2 separate regions of the Arachis hypogaea genome follow, and region 1 is linked to region 2. Evidence: chromatin contacts called from public Hi-C data. All regions are on one chromosome and are shown on one strand. Each heading gives the region's core, a stretch centred on a gene start, on an enhancer-like site or on the middle of the called end of the contact. The rest is flanking DNA. Distances are from core to core; before and after follow the strand shown.

The links. A called contact is a pair of places that touch in the nucleus more often than the background predicts.
Region 1: a contact with region 2 is called in a Hi-C map of leaf, with 2.9 times the contacts expected there. The contact joins two enhancer-like sites. A contact is called at or near these places in 4 of 8 Hi-C or Micro-C datasets (leaf and an unstated tissue).

Annotation. Positions count from the first base shown.
Region 1 is chr19:150,840,731-150,846,626 of arahy.Tifrunner.gnm2.J5K5, forward strand. No RefSeq gene overlaps it. Among protein-coding and RNA genes, the nearest start is that of LOC112779599, 45 kb to the right of the region's middle. Within about 2 kb of position 3,516, at least 3 of the 3 cell types and tissues checked have open chromatin away from gene starts, as enhancers often do.
Region 2 is chr19:150,787,670-150,793,283 of arahy.Tifrunner.gnm2.J5K5, forward strand. No RefSeq gene overlaps it. Among protein-coding and RNA genes, the nearest start is that of LOC140182478, 6.5 kb to the right of the region's middle. Within about 2 kb of position 1,957, at least 1 of the 3 cell types and tissues checked has open chromatin away from gene starts, as enhancers often do.

The sequences.
Region 1 (5,896 bases), core at 2,266-4,765, 55 kb after region 2:
AAAAATATAATCATTTATATATATTTTTGTATTAATTTAAATTTTTTAAAAAAGTAATTTAATAATATGATATCAAATTTTTTATAATTAAAAAATTTAGAGTTTAGTAGTTGTTATCTTTAAAAAAAAGATAAATAGCAAAAAAAAACGGTTTAAGTAAAAATTTAAGCAAACCTAAAAAATCTGAAATTCTTGTTTAAAAAAATGTGTTAGAAATATAATAATTTATATACTTTTTTATATCAATTTAAAATTAAAAAAAAATAATTTCATGACACAATTAACAACTCTTTATTACAGATCTTTTAATGACCAATCTTAAAGTAAATAGCCATGATAATGCGCTAAATGGTTATTGACTTATTAGTTATTACCGTTAATTTAAATTCTAAACATTTTAATTATGTTAGGGATCCAATTTTTGGATCTCGTATCTATAGTCTTTAGACCCGGTTATTCGGGTTTGATCTACTCCCTCCTTTTAGAAGATTTGAAATCGGTCCACTAAATTTGTAACTAACACTTAAATTTAAATATTTTTTTATTTTAATCAAATAAAATAAGATAAGATAATTATCATTATTTATATAAAGGAGAGTTTCAAATTTTCTCAAATTTATCATTCATTCTACACATTTTATACCTTTTAGATTTATTTTAATTTAAACATCAAAGTGTCTTTGCAGGTATCACCTTCTATCGCTCCAGTCAGACGATCCGACAAACGCCACGACTCGCAAGTCTCACAACCTGTAGAAGAGACTTTCTATACAAATTATAAAAACATTAATATTATAAAATTATTTTGTAACCGCTTTGAACATAAATACAAAAATTATTTCATATCTGTCATAAATGTTGATGCTTCAAGTCAAATTAATAGGATGTGTTTCCTAACAATAGTGCGGGGTGAGTGATATATAGGTTGGAAAAAAAATTGAAATTAAATTAATCCCATCATATTTCTAAATACTATTTTAAATTTTAATAAGAAATTAAAGAGGGGTTTCTTTCACTCCAAGGAATACAATATAAATTATAATCACCCCCTTCTACTATCTTCTAGTTAGTTATAAGACAAAGGCAGATCGAACGTTTAGGAATTTAGTTCTTTCTTGGTTGGCGAATATAAGGACATTCATGGGCAGGCAATTATTGAAGTTATTTATGAGCTGTATGATGAAAATTAAATTTTGTAGTAGAGTCCCACACACACAAATAAAACAAAATTGTTAAAAGTTTTCCAAATTAAAGATGATAAAATGTAATAGTATATGGTAGTTTTCTTCTAATTAACTAAAATTTATTTACCTATGGTAGCTGAGTTGTCCTTCATCGCCGGATATGGTTAAAGAATAACATGCAAAAGTAATGTATCCTAATCTAATTAATGCATCAATTAGTGAAACACATCATAAACTTTTAAAGTTGGCTCATTTTATTGTGGGGCCTTTTAATTGATTTGTATGTATTATTATAATTTAGGTTCAATATAATTTTTTATCGATAATAAATCATATATAATAAATCTTCCTATAAGTAATAATTTACTTTTGGTCAAGTAGTCTAAAAGCACACAATAAAGATCGGTATAAATGTATAATTTAATTTTAATACAATAATTATGTAAAGTATTTTAATAAAATCATCTAATTAGATTTATATATTTAAATAATTTTTTAAATAAAAAATTTAAAAATTAATTATTTTTATTTATATATGACAATACACGATTATATATGTTATTATTCAACTATTTTTTTCCAAAAACTTAAACAAAAAATATATAAACAATTATATATCTAATATAGTTTTACAAGTAAGAATTTTTCTTAAGTTTGTTTGAATTTTTGTATAATTTTTTATAAATTTTTATTTGCTTTATGTTAAATTTTTTTTTTTAAAATAACAAATATCAAACTCTAAATTTTTCGTTCCTAAAAAAACACAAAATCACATTTAGTTCTCAATAACATTTCAATTAACATCCAAATATCTACTCAAGCATAGATGTATATTAGAAGTTACCAAATGAGAGTGTCAAAATAGAAAACCAAACCCATTATGATAGAGTAATTAATGAGAATATATAGTGGAGTGTTTGATTTATTGTTGTGCATATTGTTTCTTCTCCCATGCATCCCAATTATATTGTGTGAAGTAGTGCATGAAAATGAGAATGTGGAAGGTGAAGTATTCATTTAACAAGGGTATAATTGACAACTAGAAATAAATTACAAAAAAATTGTTCAATATTTTGTGGCATTTTTAATCAAACTAACACCCCCAAAACATTAAGTGAAACACACTAACAAACACCCAGTAAAATATTAATGCAAGTTTTGGATGATCTTGCTAGCCAAGGCATTGCTCATTAATTGCAATTGGTTTAGAGGTGCTTAAGTTCTTAGTTGTAGACCTAATTCAAGTGTTTATATATGTGTATAAAATGACACATGCCTAAAATTAAATGTTATATTGTTTTTCTCTATGTTGATGAGTTCATTCATATTCTTAATCATGATTAATTTCTTCTTTTTGGCTGCAACAAAACTTTAGTAGATTCCCTGTCATCAATTAATGTTACCGACTTTCCTTTCTGTATGTGCATATGCATGCACATTGTACAATAAGCATATGATAGATAACAAGTACACTTTAATTATTAGATTAAGAATATAAAGAAAGAAAGATGAGAAAAACATGATAACTTTAATTTGGGCTAGATGCAAATCATAACCATAATAATATGTATAGTGGTATTTAAGAGAGAATGAAGTGCAGGAAGCTACAGGGAAGAGACAAACAACTATTCAGTTTTTACAGCACACAGGAGATATAGGACAATATGGAATATGAAAATTTTCAAATATACCGATATAACGATGTTTCATTGATTTTTAAGTGTTGATTTTATTTATAAAAAATATATATAATATATATAATTAAAATTAACGATTAAAAGTTACTGAAATATCGGTGTAATGATATACTTAAAATTTTTTTTATAAAACAAACAAATGAACGGTAGGCATCAATCAAAGAAATTATTATTATTATTATTATTATTATTATTATTATTATTATTATTATTATTATTATTACATCAAATTAATATAATATCACATCCCCATGCAATATCTAGTAAAAAATATCTATTGAATTAATATATAATATAACTATATTACAATAATTATAGTGATTACAGTATTTTAAAAAATATTATTATAATATTAAAAAATATATAATTTTAATATTAACAATATTTACATAATTACCATAATATAATTATATTAAAATCCATCGTATAAAATTAAATGACTATAAATAAGACATATATATGGATAAAATGCAAAAATAATAATGTTACATATCTCTATCGCACTCAATTATATAGCTATTTTTATTCATTTTTATGTATAGCAATAATTTTAACACGGTGTCACCTTGCGTATCATTCGATAGATGTTTACCTAACTTACTTCTCTCCCAACACTTCCCACTCTTCAAATGATGAAGTACTAATATACCCTTTTAATTTCTACTTCATCCCTTTACTTATTGCTCTCTTAGTCTCTTTATATCTGCTATAAAGAAAAAAGAAGCGGAGAAAAAGAAAATAAACTAATAATAAGGGTGATAAATGACTAAATGCAGGTATAATAAGTGAATAACTGATGAATTTTCGGGTCCCACTCCCATGCATTTATATCTTACTTGATCCATTTTGTCATCCCATTCAATAATTGAGTTCTAATGATTTTATTTTATTTTTTGTTTGTTTGTGTGAATACATACTCAAGCTTTTGTTGAAATCAAATACGTCAAATTATCATATTTATATATGCTTGTATATATGTTAAAGCTATCAGTGACAATTAAAGTTAAAGGTTACAGCTAATTATCAAAATTAAATAAGAATCATGCTATATGTATATGATCAATAATTTTATGTCCAATATAAGGGAAAGAAAAACTAACTATTAAAAATTATATCTTTTTTTTTTACAAAATAAAAAAATAAAAATGATTATTAATTATATATCGAATAAAACACTATTGATTACCTAGTTTTTTTTTTTTTTAAATTACATAACAAATTTTGCCAGTTAAAGAGAATGCTTAACCTGATTTTTTGCCAGTAAAAAGCCAGATAAAATAATATTGGCTCATAAATTAAAGTTCACCACGTTGAAGCACGTTGTGAGGCATTGCATCCAATACAAAATAAGAAAACTAAAGCCCACTTTATCACTTTGTTACTCTTCAATTATAAGGTTTAATTTTAATATATTGTTATAGTGTAAACTTCTTTTAATTAATTAATTATGAACCCTTAATTATACTCTTCTATTTGGATTGCTATTAAAAATTAAAAATAAATAGCAGGAGTAAATTTAATTACTGTACTTACTGATTTGACTTAGCAATATATAATTGAATAGTTACAGAAAAAATTTATATACCAAATGAGTATCAAAATAAATTAAGTTTTTAATTAGAATTACACATCAAAATAAGTTTAATATGCTGACAATCAATACAAATATAAAATAGCAAAAATAATAGTGAGCAGTTGAAGTAGTAGTAGGCTATTATTTAAAATAATTGGATTCTATTTTAAAAAAGACAAAATATTTAAATTAAGAATATAAAATAAGAGTAAATAATTATTTTTTACCACCAAAAATCTATATACTGACAAAATTAACCAAAAAAATAAAATTATTATAATCATAAAAGATTAATTTTCTTCGACAATATAATAACCAATTGTTAAATTTAGAATGGACTCTATTAAAATACTTTTAAAATTTTTAAATTATTCTTTATCTTTTTCATTCCAACCGTTAATCTCTTCAAAAATCAAAATTAAAATCAACCATAAACTATAAGAATCCTTTTAGAATAATCAAAACCAAGATCAATTTTAAACTACGAAAATCCTTCTAAAATTAAAATAAGAATCAATTTTAAAAAATCTTCTAAAATCAGAATCAAAATTAACCCTAAACTATGAAAACTCTTCTAAATTTAGAATCAAAATGAACCTCAAATTATAAAACCTTCCTAAATTAGGATCAAAATCAAATTAACTTTTTTTTTTAAAGCAAACAGCTTAATATAATAGTAGTGGAGCAAACAGAGCCACACAAAACTAAAAATTGACTTAACAAAAGCCACAATAACACGAAAAAAAATCTTCATGTCATCTTCGCCTTAGCCATCAACAACTAAAGGGATTCATACTGCTCCACTCGTTAGCACTGATCGAAGTCATGTTGATAATTTCTTCAACATCTTTACTTGTGTTCTGGAAAATCCCCCTATTCCTTTCCAGCCAAATATTCCAGACGATCGCACAGAAACACTTCAACCGCTGATTACGCTCCTCCATCCTCCTCGATTCCTCTGTCCAACTTAGAAAATGCTCTTTCATCGATCCCGGATAAGACCATTGTCGGCCAAAGGCTGAAATCCAAGAACTCCACACCTGCCAAGCAAATGCACAGCCTAGAAATAAGTGATGTATATGTTTCACATCATTATTGCAAAAAACACAAATAATATCTTCCTGACCAATGATTCCAAACCGACTCAGCCTATCCTTTGTATTCACCCTTCCTATCAGAACAAACCAGGCAAACAGCTCCACTCTTGGTGGAACCAACCCTTTCCAAACAGTTCTAGTGAAGTTGTAGCTAGTTACCTCTTCTGGGAGCATTTCCTCCTGCATCACCTACACAAATGAGTTAGTTGTAAAGACACCTAGCCTATCATATTTCCACACCACTCTATCCTCTCTGTTATGTACTAATTTCACAGGTCTCAAAGTCTCATGCAATTGACTTAGAAGTTTCAACTTCCATTGAAAGAGCTCTCGCCTCCATTGAAA
Region 2 (5,614 bases), core at 707-3,206:
TAGATGGCACCCCTTTCTTATTGATGGGTCTATGAATGGGTTCACCAAAAAAGCTAGCTGCGGGGTTTATTGAGAAATGAGAATAGTAAATGGATAGGGAGATTTTCGTACAACAACAGCTGCCTTCAAAACAAAGTTATAAGAAATAGATCAGGGTCTCAAATTGGCCTGAACTATGAATTTGAGAAAAGTTAGAGTGGAGTGTGATTCAAAGGCTGTCATAGAGATTATCAACAGTCTAAAAAACAAAAAAAATCATCCAAATGTCTTGATCAGAAACATTCATAATTGGAAGAATAGGAAATGGAACATTTTCTTTGTAAATATTTATAGAGAAGACAATAAATGTGTTGATTGTCTGGCGCATCAAAGTTTAGAATTAGATATAAAATTTTATTTTTGGGATACTCTTTTAAGAAAGATAGTAATTTTCTTGTCTGAAGATGAGCAAAGAGTAACTTTATCGCGCTTGGTTTGCAACTAGAACTCTCTTTTCCTGAATTTCTTTACCCAATTTTTAAACCAAAAAAAAAAAAAAAAAAAAACAAAAACTCAGTGACAAATATTTGTATATTACAATACAAAGATACGTTTTGGATTTGTTTTACTATTTTCTATTTTGGGTTATCTGGGTTTTTGTTGTATCCTTCAAATAAAGTCATAGGACCTAAATTGTGAAGTGGATGTCCAATAGTTTTGGGCTCTGAATAAGAAAGAACATAATCCCGCTCCCACTCTTTAGCATGTTTGGGCAATATATATTTTCTTTGGGCTCATCATTAATACATTTGATTGATCAAAACAAAAATTTGTTGCCTGACCAAAAAATAAAATAAAAATATATTGAAGAATTTAATTTTTATGCATTTGCAATGCAAACCATTCCCTCCGAAGACATTACTCAATTCTCTAAAGAAGACATTACTCAATTCTCTAAAGCAGGAATGGATTGATTGAATAAATAATTAAATATACGTACAATATAGGCAAAAAAAACTAATTCTATAATGCAATTTTATATTTATTATTAGAGATATTATTATTCATGTAGATTTTTTTATTAGTTTAAATTTTTTAAAAAATAGTTTCATAATATGATAACAAAATTTTTATGATTTAAAAGTTTAGAGTTCAGTTCAAAAAGAATAACTTCATAACACTTACTTAAAAAATATGAGAAAATATGATGAGTTCTATTGTAATTTTTTTTCAAGCAATGTGTTAATACTCTACTAAATAATAGTACGAGTACAACGAAATAGAATAATTAATAAAATAAGTACAAAAAACTAATTTTTAATTTTTTAATATTAGTCAATTTTTTTTAATTGTAAAACTTATTTTTTAAAAGATTTATAATTTAATATTTAGAATTGAGAGTTTAAAATTTAAAATTTAAAATTTAAGATAAAAAAAATTATTTTAAAAAGATTGAATGATATTGGCTAAAATGAAAAGATAATTCTCTAATTTATATCGTATATGTTTATGTAGTAGCTAAGGCACTACTAATAAGCCATTTTGGATAAGTAAAACCTTGATATAAGTGGGTAGTTTACTTTAATTGTTCCTATTACATAGTTGTATATATGTTCTCTGAATCAAACTAACAAACTAATTGCATACATGCATGCATTAACTCCATATATCCAAAGTGTACGGACATATAAGCCAAGATAGAAAGTGTCATTTTCTCTTGTTTTTCCGTGCCAGTATATATGAAGCTGCATATAATAATAATAATAATAATAATAATAATAATAATAATAATAATAATAATAATAATAAAGCATTAAATTCCGTATCTCTGTGAGTGAAAGAAAAAATAAGATAGAGGCCGTGCATGTTAACCAGGGAAGCTGATGAAAACTACATTCTCACTTATAGCATATGAAAAATTCTACCATGCACATACAATATGCAAATACTATTAGTGACTGCACAAGAGGTACATTATCATAATAATAATAATAATAATAATAATAATGCTCATACTATATATAGGATCATGATCATCATGTGGGATGGGTCCTATCTATGACCTACCCCTGGTTTGGCTTCAAATAGCAACCATGCATAGTAACATATATGGTCCCTTCCAAAGCCTCTAATTGTTCGACACATTAGTCCTTCATCTATATATATCCAGCACAAACACCCAATTCCATTAGCGGGTTATATAATGCAATATATATATAGCAATTAACGTTTTGAGGTACTTGAATAATAATTATGTAAGCACTAGATAGAAAAGTAAATTCTTTTTTTTAATTACTATATATATAATATATAATAATAGCAATATCTCTAGCAACCATTTGTGTGCATAATTAATTTGCATATCTACATAAGCGTGCTATTGATAGTACAAAAATAAATGTGATAGCTGCATTATATATGCTGGGAATTTTCTGTTGGTGAGAATTACATGGTTGTTATACATAACAACATCTACTGCGCATGTGCACCATATATATATATATATGAATACTATGAAGTACAGATACTTTACTGAGTTGTCGTGTCCGCGTGTCAGATATATTTTGAACACAATATTTACTGACACTCATCTGATATGCGTGTTTGCTATATTCAACCGTATCTTAATAAAAAATAAAAAATTCTTTTCCAGACACGTTTGGACACACCTAAATAGTATCACGTGTCAGCGTGTCCAGTCTTATTCTTAACATATATTCTTAAAATAAATTTAGATATAGTATATATTATTATTTATTAAAACAAAAAAATATTTTATATACTTGATATAATTAAAAAAGACATTAAAATAATTAAAAAATTTAATTTATATTTTAATATTAATAAAATATCAAAATATCATCACGATTTATCTAAAAAATACTTTATATTTTATATGTATGCGTGTCTCCGTATCATGTAAAATTTTAAAAATTGCATGTCGACGTGTTCCATATTACTGTCAGTCCGTATATCATAGTATGAATATAATTTTACGCTTTGCATAACAATAAGTCTCAATTTTTTTCCCCATAACAATAATATGAAAACTTTGCTTTTTCTTTACCGAATTGTTGCTGGACTTTTTAGCTTAAATTAATTTCTCACTGACTGGCGTCACTAAATAGAATTGAAAGTTAGCTCATAAATTAAAAGATGTTTTATATTTATAAAATAAAAAAATTTTAGAGTAAAATATTATTTTGATTTTAAACGTTTGGACCAAATTTTAATTTGGTTTCTAATATTTTAAATGTCTTATTTCAATCCCAAAAATTTTTAAACGTCTTATTTTAATCTCAACAAAATTTTAAGTAGGTTGAATATTATCCTACTATTAAATTTGACATAAACAATTCGTATATTAAAGAACCAATAACATTTGATTAGCATATAAGTAAAATTGATCAACCAATGATCACTAATATAAAAATTTTTTTTTTAATTTTGAAACATTGATGATTTATTGTTAGAATTTGAAGTTTTTTACCAAAAAAAATTTTGACAAAAAAATCTTCACAAAAAAATTTTGGTTATACTTTTTTAAGACAGAAAAAAATATGACTTAACTAATAACTTTATTAATGTTTACGTCACTCATTCATTCTATTTAATATTAATGTTAAATTTAATGATAAAACTACATTAAACATGTTTAAAATTATTTAAAATGAAAATAAAAATTTTAAAATATTAAAAACTAAATTAAAATATAATACAAATATTAAAAACTAAAATAATATTTTACGTAAAATTTTGTCTTTGAACAATGCAGGACTGGTGATATAAAGTTTTACTTTCGGTAATAGATTATCTTAATTATTAAAAAAATTGAAGACTAAATCACCAAACATAACTATAAAAGATTGATTCGCTAACAAAAGTAACTATAGAAGATCATAACTCCTCATATATTCATAATTGATTAACTCCGTTTGTCAAAAATAGTCAAGTCTGATGTAGCTTTAACAGAGTGACGTACGTGGATTGTTTTCTTCGTTCTTCTTAGTTGGAACCCAATTTTTGCAGGGTAAAATCATATCTGAGCACAATCATCCATCGTTCCGAGCTACTCCACAGGAGAACCCTGAATTAATTTATTCTCATAGAATTCGAGTAATGTCCAGGAGAGAAGTAATTACAAGCGAAGGAAGCAGATTTTCAGAAGTTTCACATTCGAAGATGAAGAAGAAGAAAATTCTAGATAGAAGATGTTACTAAGTGAGTATGTTGTCTTGTTGGAATCTTTGACGGTTACTAATCTTGAAAGATGGTTTATTCGTTGCCCTTCTTCGAAGGTATGAAACATTATTTATAATAGTTAGACAAGTATAGGGTTCCTCTGCATCTCTGATATTTCAATTTTTTGGCTTTTGTAGAGTCAAAATTGCAATTATTTTGTTTGGATTGATGAAATTGATGGGGAATAGCAATGTTTTGCAAGGTGTTTGATTAGAATCTTCAATGAACATAAATGTAGTATTGATGTGACGATTGCTCCAATAGACCACAGGGAGAGGAATGTTAACATGGACATGAAGGTTGAGAAGAAGATTAAAGGTGAAATCAAAGCTATGAGAGTATGGCTTGTGGCCGTGGTTATTTTTGTCAAATAGAGCTAATCAATTGTGAACATACGAAGAGTTATAATCTTCTATGGTTACTTTTGGTGAAAGAATAAAATGTGATCTTTAATTTTTTATTGCGTTCTCTTTTTTTCATTTTTTTAATCCAATTTATAAAATTAAAGATAAAATTTAAAAGATCATATTTTATTCACTCAATTATTAATAAAAAAAATTGAGAAGATGCTTCTCTCTACTCCTCATATTTTATATTAGTCAAGGTTGTGTCAATTTCCAGACTACCGTTCCACATGACATGAGTGTATCTTATATATGCTCAGGCTATCATTTTTTTTTCATATATAATAATAACAAAATAATAAACTCTGGCTTGCTTTTAATTTGACGACAAAATATCAAAAGATAGAAGCACTTCAAGCATTTCTCTTTAATTATTTAACGTATGTTTGTTGGAACATAAAGTCATAAACTAAGAAACATACCTTTTAGAAAAATAGATCACCTACATAAAAAAAAAAATTTAAAGTGACAGCTTTGGCATAACTAATAAATTATTAATAAATCGCTAATCAACCGCTAGTAAATATCTTTCAGTGATTATAGCGATTGAGAAATTTATTGTAAATAGCTGTGTGTCCCCCCTAAGCTATATATATAATCTTAAAGTCTAAGCCATATATGGAATTGAAGGTTAGAAAAATAATTAGAGAAAAAGATAAATAGGTCCTCACCTTTTGTCTTACGGATATTTTTATTTTTGACCATTGAAAAATATTTTTAAGTTTCTGACCTTCACAAAACTTGAACGGATCAGTTCCTCCGTCCAAATGCTTCCGTCAGGGACTGATTTGTCTAAGTTTTGTGAAGGTCAGAGACTTAAAAATATTTTTCAATTGTCAGGGACGAAAATGTTCGCGGGACAAAAGGTTAGGGACCTATTTGTCCTTTTCTCAAATAATTATTTATGATTTTTTTATCAGTTTAAAATTAAAAAAATATATTATAATATAATATTAAAATTTTATGTTTAAAAAATTTAGAATTTAATT